Linked DNA regions of Mus musculus: region 2 is linked to region 1. Evidence: chromatin contacts called from public HiChIP or PLAC-seq data. All regions are on one chromosome and are shown on one strand. Each heading gives the region's core, a stretch centred on a gene start, on an enhancer-like site or on the middle of the called end of the contact. The rest is flanking DNA. Distances are from core to core; before and after follow the strand shown.

The links. HiChIP or PLAC-seq counts read pairs in DNA pulled down with a chosen protein or histone mark.
Region 2: an H3K4me3 HiChIP or PLAC-seq map of embryonic stem cells shows a contact between it and region 1, with 16 read pairs. The contact joins the promoter of Bik here to the enhancer-like site in region 1. A contact is called at or near these places in 4 of 39 promoter capture datasets (the C10 cell line, liver, neutrophils and 1 more), 1 of 484 Hi-C or Micro-C datasets (bone marrow-derived macrophages), 7 of 115 datasets of contacts at active chromatin or transcription factors (bone marrow-derived macrophages, embryonic stem cells, neural tube and 2 more) and 2 of 9 other capture datasets (adipose tissue and pancreatic islet).

The regions. Positions count from the first base shown.
Region 1 is chr15:83,268,666-83,275,131 of GRCm38.p6, reverse strand. Gm32788 (a long non-coding RNA gene) reads left to right here. Exons shown (of 4, transcript XR_384278.4): 4 at 3,924-4,177. Among named protein-coding and RNA genes, the nearest start is that of C130064B19Rik, 12 kb to the right of the region's middle. Within about 2 kb of position 3,706, at least 6 of the 459 cell types and tissues checked have an H3K27ac peak or open chromatin away from gene starts, as enhancers often do. A contact at or near this core is called in embryonic stem cells, where this site is marked.
Region 2 is chr15:83,524,494-83,530,959 of GRCm38.p6, reverse strand. It overlaps Bik (BCL2-interacting killer), which reads right to left and starts at 4,098. Exons shown (of 5, transcript NM_007546.2): 1 at 4,024-4,098.

The DNA.
Region 1 (6,466 bases), core at 2,457-4,956:
ATCAGAGGGTCACCTCATGACACATCCAGACTACCTTCCTGGTCTTACGACCCAGATGTCCCACCTCACCCTCATCCCTGGAACCCAGGGGAACTTGGAAGGAGAGAATGGACAGCACAAAGATGTCCTCTGACCTCTGCATGTGTGGAGACCAACTTCTGTCTTAGTTAAAGTTTTACTGCTGTGAACAGACACCATGACCAAGGCAAGTCTTATAAAAAAAACAACATTTGATTGGGGCTAGCTTACAGGTTCAGAGGTTCAGTCCATTATCGTCAAGGTGGGAGCATGGCAGCATCCAGGCTGTCAAGGCGCAGGCAGAGCTAAGAGTTCTACATCTTCATCCAAAGGCTGCTAGTGGAAGACTGACTTCCAGGCAACTGGGGTAAGAGTCTTAAGCCCACACCTACAGTGACACACACCTACTCCAACCAGGTCACACCTATTCCAAAAAGGTCACACCTCCAAATGGTGCCACTCCTTGGTCCAAGAATATACAAACCATCACATTCCACTCCCTGGCCCTCATAGACTTGTTCAAAAACATGAGTCTATGGGGGCCATACTTAAACATAGCATAATGCAAATGCATTCAGTCCAACTTTCAAAGTCCTCATAGTCTATAGCAGTCACAACAATGTTCAAAGTCCAAAGTTCAAGGGCTCTTAAACCAGCTGGGCAAACTCCAAACTTAAACATAGCATAATGCAAATGCATTCAGTCCAACTTTCAAAGTCCTCATAGTCTATAGCAGTCACAACAATGTTCAAAGTCCAAAGTTCAAGGGCTCTTAAACCAGCTGGGCAAACTCCAAACTCTGCATCTCCATGGCTGATGTCAAAGGAGTCTTCAGATCTCCATTCCTTTTTCATCTTTGTTAACTGCAACAAAAGGCTTTCTCCTGGGCTAGTTCCACTCCCTGTGCCATAGAGCCAGGTGCCACCTGCTCCATAATAATAACAAATAGAAGGTTTTTAAAAGAAAAGAAACCAATGATAAGCCGGGCCTGGTGGCGCATGCCTTTAATCCCAGCACTTGGGAGGCAGAGACAGGTGGGTTTCTGAGTTCGAGGCCAGCCTGGTCTACAGAGTGAGTTCCAGGACAGCCAGGGCTACACAGAGAAACCCTGTCTCGAAAAAACCAAAAAAAAAAAAAAAAAAAAAAAGAAAGAAAGAAAAGAAAAAAGAAACCAATGATAAAGGAAGATGACTGAACAGGACAGACAGACAGACAGACAGACAGACAGACACACACACACACACACACACACACACACACACACACACACACACCTAGCTGCATGTAACAAATCAGCATGCCAGAAGCTGACCTTTGCTCTTCAAATGAGAGAGAAGCAGAAGCTTTGGGAATATGTAAAAGACTTGTGCAGTTTCAGGTCCAGCTCTCCAGCTGGCTTCCCTTCTCAGGAGCCCCCTTTTCTTCATGAACAATCCATCTTCATTTCCATCATCAGCCACGTGTGGCCCCAGTCCAAATCCTCATTATGACATTCAAGAACCTGGACGTTTCCCCCCCCTCCCCCAACCCTCACCGTGGGTTTTCTCTGGACTCAGGTTCATTCCTATAGCGTCAGCCAGACAAGACTCACCAGGCACCCACTGATCCAGCCTAGGAGATACTCTGAGCTGCATGTGGAGTACTGCAAAGACAAGAGTTTCACTGTCGTTGTGTGGATGTCCCCCTCCACGTGGGACATCAGGAATGACAAGTGTGGGGGGTACTTAGGAAGCCTTCTGCGGCCAGGGTGGGAAACAAGATCTTCTAGCCAGGCCTTCAATCCTGGCACTAGGGAAAACAAAGATATCTTTAATGTGCCATTCCACAGAAAACAGTAGCAGCAGAAACAGCTGTTGTGCTGGTTTGGTGCCAGAGAGTGGTTTTTCAACCCCTGACCCTGAGCCAGCAGTGGTGGTACATGCCTTTAATTCTGGCACTCAGGAGGCAGAGACAGGCGGATCTCTGTGAGCTCAAGGCCAGCTTGGCCTACAGGACAAGTACCAGGATAGCCAGGGATACACAAAGAGACCCTGTCTGGAAAATATGTCACCATCATCATCATAATTCATTGTTATTATTATTATTCATACCTCATAATCCATAGGGATTGTGGGGATTTGTTTCAGGACCGTCATAGTTGCCAAACCTCTTCCATAGAAGATGTGATAGAACCTAGTGGGGAAACCCCCACTCAATTCCCGATTCGGCGTGCACCCAAAAAATCACGAAGGACCATCTTGATGTAATTACATGAGGTCATTTAATGACGGAGCTCCGGACCAACATGCATCCCACACAGGAGATAATGGATGTCAGCCACGAGGCTCGGAAGCTAGGGGTTTTTATGGGGTAAGGGCCTTAGGGGTGTGGAATTCAGCATAGCAACACACTATTGGCTTATTCAAACATCAGCAGAAAAATTACATGTCCGTGCAGGGTGTCAGAGTTCTGTGAGTTGTTGACTCAGTTTAGATAGCCCTGTTATGTCTTCACATTCCTCTTTATCTTTAAGGTTAAGCTGTTCCCAGGAATGTTTTAACTACGGGGGATACCCAGGTTTGGTTTTCTTTATTCTCAGCCCCAGGCAGTCTCTACCTCACAAAAAACCAGCAATTTCTGAGTACTTTATATGACTTACAGGTCTTGAAATTTCATCTTTCTTTCATTCCCCTCTTCTTCTACTAAGTAATTCTAATCTTAGAATTTCAGAAGTCTATATCTCTATGTGGAGAATAGAAATCATATTCTTTTTCTATCTTAACTATAGGTTGGTATTGATGCTGGAGGACTATAAGCTATAACAAAAACATAATAAGAAGGAATAGTAAACAGAACTAGGCAGGGACCCTTCTAGTGAGGCTTGAGGGTCTCAGCATGACGCAGGTGCACGTAGATCAGACCTCTGTCTGGAACTGGTGAGATGTCCTTGGGGTATCCGGCTCGTTTGCTGTAGCCAGTTGTGACCAGACTTTTTTCTGCACCACCTGCAAGCCTTTTAACTTAACATACAGATTATTATTATAACAACATAGGTTTGAACACATCATTTTAGACAGTTATGGGCATGGGAGCCCCATAAAGGATCTCAAAAAGAGTAGGGCATGAGGAAGGAGCACCAAGTCTGCGCCAGTCTCCGTGGTTAATTTTGTCAAGGCCTCTTTTAGAGTTCTATTTATTCTTTCTATCTGTCCTGAGCTCTGAGGTCTGTACACACAATATAATTTTCATTTGACCTCTAAGTACTTGGCCACACCCTGACTTACCTGGGCAACAAAGGCAGGGCCATTATCTGACACTATTGTTTTGGCAGAAGATATTCATACACATATTTTTCTCAGTAAAGTCTATTTCCCAGTAGACACCAGGTCTGTCTTCCCAGTGTCTTTTCCCTGGATCTACTATAGTGTGGCAGACATTGACTCTTTGGCAGGGCACACCTTTGTGCAGCACCTGTTCCACAAGGTGTTTTAAACCTGGTACATGGCTTGGAGAATGTCTGAATGAGCTTGCTTACCTCTAAGGTCCACTGATGCATCTGTTTGATCACAGCTTCTGCTTGTCTTTGTGGCAGGATTTTCTTTCCCTGGAGGTGTATCACAGTCTCTTATTTTTGTTGAACTGTGTAACCTTCCCTCCCCAGCCTGAAACCTGTTTGCTCAGGTTTCACTGTTTGCATCAGGGTGGAGCCTGCCGCTCAATCGTTCAGCCACGCCCACTGCTGGAGCCTGCCGCCTTGCTGTTCTGGAGCCATACACGTGGTCACCCTGCAACTGGACCCCAGGATTACTTGGCGGGAATTAGCCCCTTCCCCTTCCTTCATAACTCGGTGCACGAATTAGTAAAATTGAGCTTTGATCAGAATTTTGTCTTAGCTATGCCTTTCTCTCGTCCCTCTTCTCTTCCAGATTCCAGGATGCCTTCCCAGAACAGAACCCAGACATGTGAGCCGCTGGCCGGACACAACAGAACTGGTGACTGGAATCTTTGGAAATAAGGGATAAGTCCTCTGTTGTGTAGGCAAACTCGGGCTCCGTTGCCAGGAGCACCAGCAGGGCCATGGCTGTAACTGTTCGTGCCTCTCAGTCTGTCATGTTGTTGCCCCTTGCTAACATGGTATCCCTCTTCTGGTGACTAGGACAGTGGGTGATGTTTACCTTGGCAGGGTCGTGGAGGGCCTCAGTAGAGCCAGCATTTCTTCTTTGTTCTTATTTTCTTTTTCTTCCCGGTGTCAGTAGACTCCTCTGTTGATATATGGCCTCATAGACGTGGGCTGTGGCAAAAGTGTACCTGCTATCTGTGTAGATGTTGAGTCTTTTGAGCCGATGTGTCCTCTGGTGGGGCCTGTCCAGCTACCACAGCTGCTCCAGTATGGTTTTTTTTTTTCCTTCCTTCAGTTTGTCTATAACTTGATAGTCTTCAGACTGTCAGGATCATTGCTCTTTGGGATGCCTGTTTGGCGGTTAGATCTGCCATCAGATTTCTAGCCACAGCATCTTAGGTCTTTCTCTGCAGATGTCAACAGCCCTCTTTGTCTGTATATTGCTCTGTACAGTGGCAAAAGCATACCTGCTGTCAGTGTAGACTTCTCTTTTGCCATTTATAGAGCTTGTATCAAAGCCACAAGTTTAGCTTTCTGTCTACCACTGCACTGCTGTCCCCACCTTCCGCTTACCTTCAACCACGAGGCTACTGCCATCCGTGTACCAGCTCGAACTCTCAGGCCAAAGCTGATCTGATCCTTCAGATCACTTCAAGTATCCGTTTCTTCTGCCAGAATGTCAGCACAGTGATGAGTAGGTGAAGTCTCAGGCAGTAGGTTAGTGAAGGTCACTAGTTCAGTCAACAAAAAGCTCTGATAATGTGTCCATCGGTCAGGGGGACGGTTGGATAATGTTTTCAAGAGCGTTAGTCAGCCATCGGTCAGGGGGGCTGAACCACACTTTCTAGGGCATGTGCCAAGTTTTGTCTCAGAGTCAATTTATCTGCGTCCTTGACCAGAAGCCACTATGTGCAGACAAGCAGGCCATCCTACAGCCCCAGGTCTAATTTCTTACAAGTATGCCACAGGTCTTTTCCAGGGTCCCAATCTCTGAGTAAGAACCTCTTTGGCAATACCTTTGTTCTCAGTCACATCTAGGAGTCCCATAGCTGGGGATGACATTAGGGCAGTCTTAATGGCATCCAAGGCCATCCAAGGTTGTTCTTTATTTCTCTATACGAAGGGCTGTTTATCTCTTTAATTAAGCAAAACCTGGTATCCACAATCTGCAAAAGCCCGCAGTGCCCAAGAATTTTTCTAATTTGTTTTAACCTAGTTGGTGGAGGAATATGAAACACAGTCTCTTTTTTAGCTGCTTTGACAGGTAGGCCACCGGCCTCTTCTAAGGACTCAGCTTCTGTGTTAGCACCCCTTTTGCTATCTCTTTACTTTTAGTCACAAACAGGTGAAGGGTTTGATTATGAGGGGGGCTCCTCTTCTTTTTATTGGGGCAGTCTCTCACGCAGTGCTTTTTTCTTTACAGTAAACACATTGATCTTTAGCCAAAAGCTTTCTTTTGTTGCCAGGTACTATCTAAGTTTTCTAGTTTTCTTGACTTTTGTGGCCAGCATTTCATTTCTCTTATCTCTTTTTAATTTCCTGGCTTCCTGTTTCTTACAGATCATTTCAAAGTGCTAGCATTATTAGCATGTGCCACTTTGCTAGGTTCTAGTCTCCGTTATTTACCTCTCTTTGCTCCTGTTTCCTAACTGTAATGGAGATCTCATATGTTTATATATATATATATATCTTTTGTTCCTCCTCCTTGTCTTTGCTTCCTTTGGATGTTATCTAATTATCACATCTATATTCTGTCACTTATCTTCTCTCATAGTTTGCCTCTACCCTGGTTTATCTTTTTTTCTCACTGCACATCTCTGATTCTGACTCTGGTCTCTGTCTTGGTCAGCCTCATGTTTCCTCAACTCTTCTTCTTGTCTGACTCTTACTTACTGGTTCCTCTTCTAAATATTTCTCATTCAGAGTATCTCTCTCATTTCAGACCTCTCTAATCTCCTTCATCTCTATTTTCACTTCTCCTCACTGTTAACCTCTCTATTTGCCACTGTCATCTATCTCTCCTGAGTCTGCTGAAGACTTGCTTTTAGCTCACTTCTTTGCAGACCTCTATCCTTCCTTCGTTTCTCCTCCTCTGCACTTTCTTATCTACTTACACTTTCTTACCAACTTACCCTGTTCTTCTCTTAACTTTTGTAACTTCCTGTTACCTTGTTCAGATTGTTGGGACTTTCTAGTCCCACAGAGACGAGACCCCCATCAGAGCCTGGCAGTTAGACTCACAGGTGCTCCTTACCTTGGACAGAAGCCCCAAGTGGGCGGATGCCTCCCTCACTAGATCTTGGAACAGACTCACTGCCAGCAGCTCAGGGCGGGGTCGCCTGAGAAGAG
Region 2 (6,466 bases), core at 2,849-5,348, 260 kb before region 1:
TCTCCAGGACAGAATTCCACTGCTCCTGGCTCTGCTGTCCCAGCACCTCGGGTCAGCTGACTTGGATAGGGCACTTGGCTCTTTATGGCCTCAGTAAATGTTTACCTGTCTGTCTGCCCAGGGAAAGTCCTCTGCAAAACAGCAAGAATGAGCAGTTCACGGGGACAAGGGGGGACCATGCCCCTGTGTGGAGGACCCTGGAGTGGTCTCCAGCACCCAGCCTTCCACCAGACGGCCAAGTAGGTTCTCCTTCACTCCCCTCCCGAGCATGGTGAGCCTCCTCTCAGGTCGGGTAACTGGGCACCACATTTTCTCCCATCTCCTGAAAAACAGGTTTCCTTGGCAGTGCCCAGAGGGTGTTTTGTATTGTCACAACTCAGTGTTGACACTAGGTAAATCAGCTGCCCTCTCCATGCCACCCTGCGCCCTGCCCTCTCCCGCCTGCCCGGGACGCATTTGCTGACACTTTTCTCTGAGGCTTGGCTTCAGCCAACCAAGGGTAGGAGAAAGGAAGCAGCCACACATGTCCAGTCCAGACCTGCTGCTGGCTTCCTGGTGGCCACTCCCAACAAAAGCCGGGCATCGTTCGGCACTTCCTTGAAACAGCTTCCGAATTGTTCTAGGCAGAGAGCAAAACAGTGATTTCTCTGGCAGGATTCACTCAGTCAGCCGCAGAGGAAGCAAGGGTCATTAATTGTCCACAAATGTAACCAACTCACTGAAAACAGGATGCTTTCCGGGGGGTGGGGGGGATTCTGTCTGTGGCAGTGTGGCAGGACAGCTTGAAGACTCACTAGTCAATATGGCCTTCCAAATACCCCTGCCCTTCTACTAAGAGAGGTGGGAAAGGAACATAATAAGACAAGATGGCAAACTGTATGTACCCTGTGACTTTTCTTTCAAGGCAGGGTCTCCTGTTTTCTACATTGGCCTCCAACTCAATATGCAGCCAAGAATGAATGACCTTGAACTTTTGCTTCCTTCCGAGTGTTGGCCTCCACCCCTGGCATATGCGGTCCTGGGAGCTGAACCCAGGAATCTGTGTGTGTTATCCCGCCGCTCTACCAACTGAGCTACATCTCCAGTCCACAAGCTCTGGTTTCTTTGCTCTCAGCGAATCCAGCAGTGATTTCATTACTGTATATCAACCACCTTACAGTGACCAGCATGCAGGTAAGCCCTCCATCCAGAGAGAGTTCAGGCTATGATGGGCACCAGGAACCTAAAATTTGATGTTCCTTGTCTCACAGAACATGCAGGCTACGAATACATGAGATTATTTCAGACAGCCAAGGGCATAGGACAGAACAAATAATGGGTGAGATGTCAGGAAGGGTGGACATGGAGGGGTTGTCAGAGAAATGTCAACTGAGCAAAGACATCAGAAGATGAAAGGCCAGGGATGTATCACTCCGATGACCCCTTATAAACCTCCCAGTGCTACAAAAAAGGATCAACTGTGACAGGAGAGTAGCTCCATCACAGAAGGCCAGAGTAGCAAGCTACCTCCTCCCCTTTCAGCTTCTACGTTCTTCATATGCTCTGGAATGTTTGAGCCTGAGGAGGAAGTACTAGAGTTGTCTGGGCTCCTCTGGGAGGTGGACCCCATCCTCTTCCTTCCTTCTGGTGGTGTTGGGCTCTTACCTAGACCCTTTACTGAGCCTTCAGCATCCCATGCCCCAAGTAAGCCAGGCGGCCTGCTTGCTTCTTGGCCCCCTGTTGCTTAAAATACACAAAGCCCAGGGTCCCATCCCCAGATCTGGAAACAAAACAGATCTAGCTAACTTTAAAATGCTAACTAGGGTTCAGCTTAGAAGATAAGTTAAATGAGCCTGTCACCAAGTTGAAAAATGACACACTGCGTTTTCCAGCTCGGGATGAGAGCCAGCATCCTCTGGCAAAGGTGCACATTTTGAGTTAAGAAAGTTAAAAAATAAGCAATAAAGACCCATAACCCCAGGATCTCAGAGGCAGGAGAATTGAGAGTTCAAAGACAGCCTGGGCTATAAAGTGTGAGACCCTGTCTCCGAAATAGAAAAAGAGCAAAGCACAGACAACCTTTAAAACCTAACTCTGGAGGAACAACTGAGAAACAGCAGCTCTGTGACTTTGAAGGGGAGGCGCTGTAGTTAGATATGACCTGGGGGTCTCCAAAGATTGGGGTGTTGACATTTAATCCCCTTGTGAGGTATTTAAAGGGGAAACTCAACCTCACTGTGGGGTTTAGAGGCCGGACCTTTGAGAGGTGGGTAAAATGTACAATGTATGTCTTCTGCCAACAAAAGGGAGTCACCCAAGATGGCCCTCAACCCCACATGAATCACAAGCCAGAATAAATTTTACTTCTTTATAACCCAACCCAATGCACTGTATCTTATTAGCAACAGAAAGCAGACTAAAAGTCAGCACTAGGGAAGCAAACCGAAGGATTGAGAATGCGAGGCTAGCCTCTGCTACATAGTGAGGCCTTACTTAAGAAAACAATGGTAGTATACACAGAGCTGTGAGTTCCATCCCCAGCTACAAATAACCTGGATACAGTAACTATACCTGGAATCCTAGAACTCAGGTGGTGAAGGTAAGAGAATCAGGAGTTTCAAGACCATCCTCAGCTACATAGTGAGCTGGGGGCCAGCCTAGGCTACATGAAACTTTGCCTCAAAACAAAACAAAGAAAGTCTCAAATCCTGGAGTATAGAGGGGAGAAAATTGGCAGGGTGGAGTGAGAGATGTGGGGAGGGGCAAGGCTGGGAGGTCACGAGTGCCACCTGCCCTAGGCAGGACACTAGATCCAAAAGCAGCCAAGGACCCCAGGTGACCCTTAGGTGTATACTTGTAAAGGAGCAACAGTAAACATGCCCCAACCTAGTGGAAATCAAGGTAGCATTGCCGAGCTACTCAGCCACTTCTTGGGAAAGGTCCCTCCCCACCAGGCTAAACCACAACGCAGTTTACAAACTCAACAAACTGAGGTCCAGAATGGTGGAGGAGCCTGTAGAAAGCTACACAGTCAGAACAGAAAGTAGGTCACAGGTAGAGAGGTTGGTGTGGCCTCTAAGAAAGCCCTCCAGGCTTTGAAGGAGCCAGCTCTATGTAGCTGTTGGGACATAAGCCTATCTGAAATGAGGCCTGCTTCCCTGAGGTTAAAATTAAGGTTCACTGACAACTCCCCCATCCCCCAAAGTAGGTAGGAGACCAGCCTTCTTGAGAGCTGCAGCTGGCTCCAAACCCCTGTAACAGTGTTATCACCTGCATCAACGCCAACAACAATAAACAACACTTTGTAGGGGTGGTTCAGTACACTTCAGAACAGCAATTAAGTTTATAAAACAACCTGCATCCGCATCCTGAAGGCCACAAGGTGGAAAAGTGACACAAGTATTGAACCCCCAGTGCTGGTTGTGGCTGGTACACCGGCGACCTTGCCGGCCCCTCGGATGCACTCCCAGTCCCTGCGCCTGGGCGCAGGCAGGTGGCTAGGAGCTTCGGGGAAATGATGGTCTGAACTACCCAGGTCGCCTAAGAAGGCCCTTCTGCTGCCCCTCGAAGACCTATATCCCCGGGTCCCAGAGAGGACAGATGCGAAGCTGGATTCTGTCGGGAACAGGTGTGAATTACCAGGTCGCGGCAGGGACGGTGCGAATCCCAGGATCCCCGAGGGAGGGACAGATGCGAACTCTCCGGTCCTCGCGGAGACAGGTGCCGACGCCATCTTCCGCCTGCGGCCCGGGCTCAGCCTGGCCGCCCTACTGTGGCAGTGCCGCGCCCTGGTCTCAAGCTGCTCCCCCTAAGTTTTCGACAACCAGGGCACAGCGACAACGAAGGCCACTTGCTCAGCGCGCCCTAGAACCAGGACACAAGGGCCACCCCAGTGCATGGACGCACAGCGAGACACGCGGACCAGACTAGCACCTTCTGGGGTGTCAGACGCAGAGGGGACGTTTCAGAGCCGGGGCCACCGAGGGATTTGGGCACGGGTCCCCAACTTTCCAGCAACTTGGGCTAGGGCTGCAAGACGCTTACCTGCCAAGCTGAGCTGGCGTAGCGGCGGGCGAACTGCCCGAACACCCTCTCGGCTGGGACGCCGGTGGCGGAGTCGGGGGCGCTGGCTGGAGGCGGGTTATTGTGAGCGGCGGGCTGGACCCTGATAGGTGGCCGCGCCCTCCCCGTCCCGCCCCTTTAACTCCTCCCTCCGGGGCTCCAAATCCCCGGTCCCAATAAGTAGCTACAGAACCCCTGTTTTAAAGTCGTTAGCTTGCAGACATTCCTCTGTCGCCTGTAGACCTGCTACTGTGTCCCCGCCAGTGCGTCTGCGAGTGTGCTTTCCGCAGACGCCGCCTCTGCCATCGCCGCGGCCAAACCTTAGCAAGGGCTGTCTACTTGGTCCTCATAGTACTCCTAAAGGCTTGGTGCTTCTGTGGCTTCCCTTTGCTCCCGCCTGCTACAAGTTCCGCACTGCACCTCCAAATCTCCCCCTTTCCCCTCTCTCTTCTCTCCCGGTGTATAGGGAGCTCTCCCAGCCCTCCTTTTGGCGAAGACTTAGGGTGAAGGAGAGGATCGGTAGGAGGTGAAATCTAGAATTACAGGTGAAGTGGGAGGAGTTCAGTCTCCAGTGCCCTGGAGCAGGGGCTCCGAGGTGAGTAAAGATGGAGCACTGGCCGAATTACAAAGTAACCACTATCTATACAACAACAAAACTTGTTTATCCCAAGTCAGCTCCTCTCGGGATAGCAGAGGTCAGAATCTGGGGCAGGTGCCTCCTACTGCGTGCTTTGTCAAGTAGTCAGCTGGACTCTTCCCTCTCCTGTCAGGAGAGGGGTGGTGATATTTGGGGTTCCTTAAATCTTCTCCTGACACGGGAAGGCAGCCCCTCCCCCCACATGTTAGAAGGTCCTCGGCAGAATTTAATCTTAGAGGCCTTCCAATCCTGCCACTCAGATCTTTCCAGTTCTGTGGTCCTTCTGTCACCTCCAAGCCCAGAAGCAAATTGAACCCTGATCTTTGGCCATTAGCCATCAGGGATTGTCACAACCTGGAGTTGGGGGCAGGGGACCTTGAAGCCTCTCTGCCAATACATTTTGCAGATGAATTTGCAGAAAATTGAGACTGAGAGAAGAGAGGCAGTGACAAGGGGTCTCACAGTCCAGAAAGACCTGACCGGTCAGCAGATGCGTTCTGTAAACAGTAGACAAGGTGGAGGAAGGAGGCCAGTTTGAGGTCAGATGGGGACTTAGGGGCCCAGGGGAGGGGGTGAGTGAAAATATTTAGCCTGCAAGATCCCCAAGGCAACAGGCTGATCAAATGGGAGGCTAGCACAGTGACTCAATCCCTGAACGGCCTGCCGCTGGGGAGACTAGGAAGTTGGGTAGGTTCCGGGCAATATAGCAAGAATTCATTATTTGGAGGGGTTTGTTTATTTGTTCGTTTGCTTTTTCAAGACAGGGCTTCTCTGTGTAGCCCTGGCTTTTCTGGAACTCACAGAGATGTGCCAGCCCCAGCCTCCCTAGTGCTGGGTTTAAAAGCATGCACCAACCACTACTACCACCAGGCTGAGAATCCATGTCTCAAATTACAAAGAAAAACTGGGTGTGTTGATACCCCTGTCATCTCAGGTTTGGGAAGTTGAAGCCGGGAGGCCAAGGCGTTCAAGGCTACATACACAGTTTTCCAGTGAGTTCCAGGAGAGCCTGGGGTACAAGAGACCCTGTCTAAAATAAATTAAAAGAAAGAGAGACAAATGAAGGGAAATGGGGCAAAATCACTTAAATAAGAGTGCGCCTTCCTGTTAGTGCTCCATAATTGGGTCAGATGCAAGAAGTAATACAAGTGGTGACAATGGGGACCGCCACCTTCTGTCCCCAGGGCTCACATTTGCTCTTCTCTTCCCTTCTTTTGAAACATTTATTCATTCATTCTGTTGGAGAGGGGACTATGTGTGTGAAGGTCAGAAGACAACCCTCAGAGGTCAGTTTTCTCCTTCACCATGTAGATCCCGTGTTCTGTCCCTGAGCCACTAGGCTATGCACCCTGCTCCCTGAGAGGACCATACTCAGGGACTTGCCCCTTTCTTCTCTAGTGGCCTCAATCTACAGGTGCTGCTCACAGCTACCTCTGGATCCTCATAACCCCACTGCCTTCTGTGCCTGAGATCACTTGTGTCTATGATCCAGCTGACACAGACTTCAAGCCAAGTTTTGGCCTCGAGTTGTCTTTGGATCCTTTGTTTAACAAATACTGGTAGAGTCTGGTGCAGTGGCACCGGCAATCCACATTCTACAAACTGAGGCAGGAGGAATGAGAGTTTCAGCCAGCCTGGGGTACATAGTGAAACCCCCTGCCTTAAACTTGAAGAATGGGGGATTGGGGTATAGCTTAGTTGGTGGAGTGCATACCTTCTACTGGACCTGCCAGTCACTAATGGAGCTAGCCAGCCATGCCAGGGATCTCACTGTCCCCGACTCCCCAA